Regions from separate parts of the Zea mays genome. Here region 2 is linked to region 1. A link is a contact called in public Hi-C data. All regions are on one chromosome and are shown on one strand. The core of a region is the stretch at or near the end of the contact, and the rest is flanking DNA. Distances in the headings are between cores, read along the strand shown. Region 1 holds the start of LOC100272690. Region 2 holds the start of LOC100383271.

Region 1 (4,511 bases), core at 1,545-4,044:
TCGAAACTACAGCTTGTTCTGTTTTTTGTCCAGAGTACCTGGAATTTGATATGTTATTTTTTTACAATGTCTTGTAGATGAATTTTAAGCATGGTTATCCTAAGAACACTTCCTGCCATCTGCACAGATCTTTTATTCTCCTGTGATTTTGACAAACATGTAAAACAGCTAGCTGCTTGAAATTTCAATAATTCATACCCATCCTTAACTTTTCCGAAACCAATTCGTCACATATATGTTTTGTATTTCTGCTAGTGTGGGATTGATATAATTTGTTTTCTTATTATTTGCATATCAGGCAGTTGTGGTTCCGAGTCATTAAACAAGCCTATTTCTGGACCGAGGATGCCAGATGGAACAAGGGGCTTCACACTGGGACGTGGTAGATCTCTTCCACTACAGAAGTCTGAGAAGGCTGAAGAGTAGAGCTACCAAAAAAGGCCTGTTAAGAACCTTATCCAAAGAAGCTGGGTAAAATCTAACAGAAAACCTTTGCTTTTTTTTTTTTGAAACTTAAGATCATCGAAGCCGTTCTTTGCATGGAATGGGACACAGAAGAAAGGGAATCTTGGAATGGCTTTCTCTCTGCAAGAAATGGAACACAAAAGGGAATCTGGGAATGACTTGTACAGAAACACAATTGTCTGGGGGTAGTTCCGAGTTCACTCGTATGGAACACAGTAGAACCTTTGCATGTTTCCTGACTTGCATTGTGTCATATACTCGTATCATGCTGCATGCAGCATTGCAGCCCTGTTTGCAATTTCAGCAGCCGGGGGCTGGGGCCGTGAGCCCGTGACCCTGCACCATCCGGGTCTACCACGAGCCCCCCTGTTCTGCGAGGCGTTTGGCCCCTCATCCCTATGGATCTGTACTCTGTAGGCTCTCCTTATAACGCATGATTGGGATTGAAAAACACATTGAATAGAAAATAAATGTAGGAATACATATGCAAAACAGAGTTATGAAAAACACAGAAGTTTCCTATGTTTTGTCCTGCGTAGACTACAGAGTGGGGTTTGGGGTTTTTAATATGAGGTGAGATAGGGAGTTTGATGAAGATGGGCTGTTACATAGGATAGGAATGAGAATCCTACGTTTTTTCCTCTCAGGAATGAGATCCTACGTCGTTAAGCTGGGGTCACCGGCGCACTGAGATCAACGTCAAGCACAGTAACTGCATGGACCACAATAACTGCACAACATGGACATAGTCGGCATAATTTATCGTCTCGGTCATGGTTTAATACCATGTCGTATCTTGATCGGGCACGCATGGTGGTAAAACTAAAAGAACGTCCACGTCTGATCGTTTCAACCACGATTGCATCACCCTAGCGTGAGGCACCCGCAGCAACGCTGACAGTCGGACCCGGACCAGCCAGCAGCTACGTAACCTCCTACACCTGCGTGCATGGCCGTCGGCGCTGCAAGCCTGCACTGCTGCGGTTGTCGGCAACTATTATGGCTCTATTTGGCAGACGTTCCAAACCTGGTTATCTACCGTACAGTTTTGTAGAGAGAAATAATTCTCTACTAATTCTGTGAAGTGATTCTCTGAAATAAACAAAGAGGAAGGACGCTGAAAAAAGTAACTTCTTCTAATTCTATGGAAAAAAATTTTTCTCCATCGTGATTTTGAAAGTCGCTTCTCTCAGAATCAGCTTCTACATAGAAATCAGAATCAGATAGAACTCTATCAAATCGGCCCTACGATGTTTGGTGTGCTCGAGTTGCAGTTTTTCTTCCTGTTGTTTGGTAAAACTGGTGAATTGTTTCTTTTTAACATGGAAGAGATCAATCTCCATCGCTCAATAACTGGGGCCAAATCGTTGGCCAACAGTTCATATAAACACAACATGGAATAACAGGGACGACAACAGTACCCGGACTCAACTTATTTAGTCCCTTAACGCCGCTAAACCATGGGCCACCCTATTACATAAACGCGATTTGTGACATACTACCCATGAACTGAAGTTGCATCTCAACAGCTCCTTCATTTCCCAGATAGGGCTCTAGCTAGGAGCACCAGCATGGTAACAGTAGTGTTGAACTATTGATGCCAGCGGAAACATTGGACAGTCACTGTTCTCAGATCTACCGTGCTGGGTTCTGGCTGCCGTTTTCACCATCTCCCGACATCATTCCCATCCCTCCTGTTTAACTAACCCCAGTCAAACACTATTATACGAAGCAGTAGCAGCCGTCACCGGCACTGCTGGATCAATTATCACGACGATTCAACACGAAATGGATCGGAGCAGTAGTGCCATTGCGCAAATGGATAAGGACTGAACTGACGGCGTCCTGAGCGGCTGAACCCGTACCCACGCACCAACACCATGGGCCATGACAATTGGCAGGCAGGCACGCCGACCCTTGGACCTGCTAGGCGCGTACTTGGACGGTGCACTGGTCCAGAGATGAATCTCGTACAGACAGACCACAGAGACGCAAAGCTCATTCAACCAGCTCCATCATCGACAAATTAACAGAAGCTTGGTTTGAACGTCTCAACAGTTCCGTGCTCTCCTGATCCTTAATCCATGCTTGCTCCCAGCAAAAGCAATAATCTCTCATCAGACGGACCTATGGACAGATGGCGGGCGCGATCGGGAACCATGACCATGAGCGCTGTCGAGTGGTGTCCGGCCCACATGCCGCGTTGGTACGAGACCGCCCGGTCACCTGGCCCTCAACCCCTCATGGTCATGGCCGACGCAGCTCCGTCCTTAGCTGGCAAGTCCCACCCTCGGAGGCTATAAGACACGAGCTCCCCGCTGCCTCAATCACATGCCCTGCCATGCATGGTCAGTGATCTCCTCCTCCTCCTTTTCCTCTCTCTCTCTCTCTCTTTCTCTCACTCCCGCGCGTACCTGTTGGGAAAAAAAAGTACCTACTACAGCTTGGCTACAGTTTTGATAAACTACACACACATGGACAGCAGTCAGCAGCAGCAGAAACAAGACGACGTCGACGTCGACGTAATGGAGGTCCCGGAGGTCCACGGCGACCTCCTCATGGAGCTCCTGGACGCGTCCCTCGCCGCCGAGAACGCTGCCCACCACCACCACCACCACCACCACCACCAACAGCTTGGTCTAGCGCCCGACGGCGACGGCGACGGCGACTGTTGGATCGACGACAACCAAGAGAACTACGACAATATGCACGCGCACCAGGGCTGCGAGGACTGCCGCGGCCTCCTCGACGGCATACTGTCCGACTTCGACGACTACGACGGGGGCCCATCACGGCCGAGGTCCCCGCCGGCGCCGTACCGCGTCGTCTTCGGCCACGACGACGACACCCTGCTGGAGCTGGAGTGGGCGGAGGAGGCCGCCATGGACCCGTTCGCCACCAGCGAGTCCGCGGGGGGCTGGTACATGGACGGCCTGGTCATGGCCATGGCGTGGGACGAGCAGCAGGACGGCGGCGGCTTCCCGTTCGAGCCCTGCTACGGATACGAAGGGGAGGCGGGCGCCGCCGGGCAGCTCTATGATGCCAGCCCGCTGTGGGAGTGAGAGTGAAGTAGTGTACCCGGTTACGTCGTCGATCACACGTGTCCGCGTCGTCTGGGCCGTGCCGCGCTGCCGCGCCGGCCTAACTACTCCTCCGTACTTTACTTTTGCGCCGCTTTTGCAAATTTTTTTGAGGATATGAATTTGCTGAAGAGAACTGGACTTGTGTGCCTCTTGTGCTCATTAGTGTTGTGTGGCTCAGATTATCAGAAGCATTCTAGTTTTTGTTCTTTGTTTTATTTTTTTTGTTTGAAAGCTTTGTGCTAAATGAAGTGCATTGTCTACATTCAGGTTTGCTTTACTGCCTGCAGGATGCGTTCGGATGGTTTATGCTCTCGAATCAAAAACAGAGGTCGTGGAGAATGTACTGCATATACGGTATCGCCAGTCTTTTTTAGACATTTTAGTTGCGCCTTGGTACAGTTGTACATGTGCGTTGAGCTTCAAAATTCTGGTTTCCATTATTGCAGAGCACTGTTGTTCCGTGTTTCAGGCGGAGAACAGCTAAAAACCGGGCATACAGAGAGCCTGCAAGAATAACAGTGACCCTCTTGGCCTTGGAGCATGCGGAGAATAGCTTGACCCCGGTCACTGGAAACTGCGCCGTCTGCCCCCACCGCGCGAATCATTGTACGTCGTCGTCCTGATTCCGTCGACAGGAACAGGCGGGTGATCGCGGGTGAATGTTGTTTCTGCTCTTGATGACATGGGTGCCGCTCGCTCTCTGCCGTGCGTGAGGGGAAGCTGCGACATAAGCCTAGTTATTACATTGTACATGTTCTGAATAAACATCTTAAAAGATTGGAGTCCTAATATAATATACGGCCATTTCTCTTTTGCTAGCTAGGTGATCTAACACTAAAAAATATATACTTTCTAATGATTACGAGATCTATTTAAAGATAAAACTTATCATATAATGGCAATATTTCTTCTCTTTTTTTCTACCCTAGGATTAGCAACATGTAACCATATCATTTCTTCTTT
Region 2 (3,986 bases), core at 369-2,868, 280 kb after region 1:
ATAAACGAAAATAAAGCAAAAAATTAACAAAACAAACCTACAAATGATAGTAAAATCATAACTTAGGAAATATACCTTCGACGAAAAACATGTGATGGATACACAGGATTAGGTCCGAAGTAGTGATGTTTGATGAGATTTTCTCCAGCAGCGTGGTCCCTATGGATAACTCGGCGAGGCAATGAGGAGCGCCTACGGCGCGTGCTCGTGTCTCCTAGTACAAGGTGCTCAACATGTTGGGAAAGCAACAAGGTATCGATCTCATCGTCGGAATCGTCGGATGACGAGGACAACACAAGGCTTTTCAATGACTCCATGACGACCTAAACTACGAGTACGTACTACGGTCTTCTGATGGAATGACGGATGATACAGAAGAGGTGAGTGTGTAGATGAGTGGAGCATGTCCCCAGGGTACCTTATTTATAGGTGCCTTCGGTGTATGAAGGAAGCCAGGCGGTCGTGGCTTCCGGTAGAAGCCAGTCGTGTCGTGCAAGCCACTTGTGTCGTGTACTAGAAGAATGAGAATTTGTATTTATAAAAATACATAAAATTGTACCGTATTTATACTAATGTATTAATAGTAATTATGAAGTTTGCTAATTACACGTGGACCAAAATACGCCCGTGTACTGTGCAAAGAATAAATAAAAATAATTTTAATATTTGATGGTAGTTGAGTTAGTTGATGAGGAAAATATAATATTGGTGTGGTGGGGTATAGAGGATTGTTATAGGGGGAACCGCTGTAGAGCGTGGAGATATAGGGGGAGAGAGATTGCTGACGTGGCACGTGAGTGAGATATAGGGGGACAAATTTAGGAGGAACCGCTGAAGACAGTCTTACACAAGTGCAGCAACACCAGATGGTGCGCGACGGTGGGTGAGGCCGGACGAACCCATGGCTCCACCGTACGCCGCTGCAGCAACCTACAGATGGAAAAGAGATACAAAATTGCATTTATGTTTAATAATAGCATTCGAACGAAGTGTGGCAAAGTAGTGAATCCTATATCTTATAATGACATAATTCTAAATTTCTCAAAATAGCATTGGACTCCATTTGCCGCCAGCCTTTCTTGTAGACCTCATGATCATCCGATCTGACCAACCCGCCCGAAAAAACCTGGCTCAACTCAATCCGACCAATGCAAAGGGCGGGTACATGTCATAAATTTTTGGGTTTTTAAATTGGTGCCCTCAGTTTTGATGGTGTGCTCACTTATATCCTTAATCGTGTTTTTTCTCAGTTGTGCCTTGTAGTGCTATAGAACAGAAGAGCACAGCTGAGCAAAAAACACGACTAAGAGTATAAGTGAACACACCACAAAAACTGAGGACACCAACTTAAAAAACCTATATTTTTACCTGCAATAATTCATGGGTGGGTACACGTACGAGCCGTGATTTTAGACCCAAAACCGATCCAACCCGAAAAAACTTGACCCAAAGTTAAAAACTCGATCTAACCACAAACAGACAGACACGAACGATCTGACCCAACCCGATATTAAACACGGATCAGGTATTCAGGTACGAGCCGTAATAAATCGCTCGTCATCCGACTCTACTTTCATTCTACTGCTTGAACAGGTCTACTTTCATTCTACTGCTATGAGTAGCAATTCCCCGCGCGCGCTCTCTCCGCCCCGGCACTAGGCCAACGGCAATCACCACTCACCAGGTGCCAAGGTGTCTTGTCGGCCCCTTCACCAAGTGTTAGTCGGGTCCTTCGCCGGCGACGGGCACCACCAGGTATGCGCACCCCCTCCCCCCTTCCAGCTGCGCGAAACCGAGCACCGAACCCTAACTCAGCCTATTTGGTATTTGTATTCGGGTCTGATCCCACCTTTTATTTTTGTGTGTGCGTGTGTGTAGTTTTTTTTTCTCTAGTCTCATCCCATGATTCGCGAATCGAGAAGGGATGATGCCATGCCATTGGTGATTTGCAATACTGTAGTCGTGTTCACGTCATAAACGATCGCTCCTTAAGGGGAGGATCGAGGGCAAACTAGAGCTGCATGGGGATGATACTGTGCAACTGTAGCACTTTACTCTTAGTCTCAGGCACCCTGCACATGCAGATGGACTTGGTTCCTGAGTCGTGAGGGACCTGCATTAGTTGAAGCGAGCGAGCTGTAAGCTGTATCCTTATGCATAGGGTGTGGGTACTCATATCATGGTTGTTGTCTATGCATTTCATGATTAATGCAAGTTGTGTGATAATGATTTGTGTGTTGTGTATGTCAATAGTTTTGCATAAATGCTGTTAAAATTTTGCAAAATTTGTCAAAATTTGCAACATTTAAAATACATGCAGCCACTTGTGTTAAATGTTGTTGCCAAAATCCTTGTCAAATCTGCAAAAATAATGTCAAAACCTTTGAATCCAAACATGGGTAAAAGTAAAATCACAAAGAACCAACAAAAGCGAGGGCAAATCTGCAAGGGCAAAATTGTTATCTCACGTCAGGATTAACACTGTTATAATGACTTAACAGAATAGGGGCAAAGTCTTGCTTCGATTTGAAATAACAGGGGCAAAAACACAAAGTTCAAAAAATAGGTTCAAAATCACCACAAACCCTAAAACCGGGGGTATGAATGTCAAATAACCTAAAATTTTTTAAGGTGCATTGTTCCTCTCATTGTTGTGCCACTTACATAAATGTTTAGACTTAGTTATTGGATGGTATGAATTGAATACAAGCAACATCTCTAAGAGAGGGAAGCAGGTGATCCAAACTATTTGCGACTAGTAGATAAGCTATTCTGCTTGTGTTTTTTGTTCTGTTTGGTAAGACATGTTTTATTCATCATCACTAAGATGATTTTCCTCCCCACTTCTGGATTAGTTTAGTATCAACACAGGGGCTGTGCGTGGTACTTTCCTGTATCCGTTGATTTGGTAATGTAAAAATATCTGTTGTAACACAATTATCTTGTATTTGTATACACAATTATATTGTATTTAATTATATTAATTTGATGGTTTCTAACGTATTACCCCCTTTTTCCTTGAATGTGGTCTGAGTTTGTTGACAGTATGGACGAATCACGAAAAAGAGCTGTCTCTACTGCAAATGGTAAAAATATAAGTTCATCCCTTGGTATGTTCTCTTGTGAGCTGTCAGTACTCGTCTACTTGATCATCTCAGGCCCTTATTCCTTATTTATATGCTCTGCATGGACTAAAATTCACTATACTACTAAAATGGAGACCTCTCGTTGGAAACTACCAAGGGCCATGTTCATCATATTTGGCCCTTACTAGTACTACCTCCGATACCATGTTAGGAGAATGAAAACCCTAAACCTAACTAGGGTTGGGCTGCTATATTAATAGATAGTATCATAGTATATAAGTTAGGCCTAAGCCCATTACAGTTAAGACACACACACATGTCTAACACTACCTTCGGAAAGTGATGCTTGAACAGCATCCACATTTTTTTGCTATGAATTGATGGAATTTTCTTTCTAATTTGACCTGACATATGCTTATTATATGTTGGCAGATGAAGACTTTGGAAATGACTTCCTTTCATCTTGGAAGTTACCAAAATCAGGAAAAGACACGATTGACTTCAGTGTTGACTCAGTTCCCAAGAGTAGCAAGAAATTCAGCTTTGACAACCTGTGAGCTAATCCCTTGAAAGGCTTGAATCCATCAACTTTTGATGCCATCAACTGCTTCTTGTTCATGATGGTTCTAACAAATCATTCCTTTGACCAGAGATGATTTTGGGCTTAATGGAGCCTTTGACAAATTACCGTCCTTTCAAATGGGCATGTCTGATCTGGATTTTTCTAGCCCTGACAAGAAAAAAGTGAAGCACACCAGTTCAAATGCAGATCTTTTTGAAAAGAAAAAGGAAACTGACAAGGACAATTTCTCCTTTTCTTTTGATTTCAATGAGTAAGTTAAACCACTGATGCTAGAGGACTGAAAATTGTATGATATATTGATTGAAACTTCATGCTAT

Evidence for each region. A called contact is a pair of places that touch in the nucleus more often than the background predicts.
Region 2: a Hi-C map of leaf mesophyll shows a contact between it and region 1, with 5 times the contacts expected there. The contact joins the promoter of LOC100383271 here to the promoter of LOC100272690 in region 1. A contact is called at or near these places in 9 of 25 Hi-C or Micro-C datasets (bundle sheath, ear, endosperm and 3 more).

The regions. Positions count from the first base shown.
Region 1 is chr3:201,223,906-201,228,416 of Zm-B73-REFERENCE-NAM-5.0, forward strand. LOC100272690 reads left to right here and starts at 2,795. Exons shown (of 2, transcript NM_001353543.1): 1 at 2,795-3,902; 2 at 3,995-4,340. The coding sequence starts at 2,811. The coding sequence ends at 3,527. LOC100216671 (La-related protein 6A) reads left to right here. Exons shown (of 11, transcript NM_001143080.1): 10 at 299-471; 11 at 556-751. The coding sequence ends at 426.
Region 2 is chr3:201,504,539-201,508,524 of Zm-B73-REFERENCE-NAM-5.0, forward strand. It overlaps LOC100383271, which reads left to right and starts at 1,619. Exons shown (of 15, transcript NM_001361982.1): 1 at 1,619-1,755; 2 at 3,046-3,110; 3 at 3,519-3,639; 4 at 3,737-3,919. The coding sequence starts at 3,047. LOC103651196 reads right to left here and starts at 394. Exons shown (of 2, transcript XM_008676815.4): 1 at 76-394. The coding sequence starts at 317.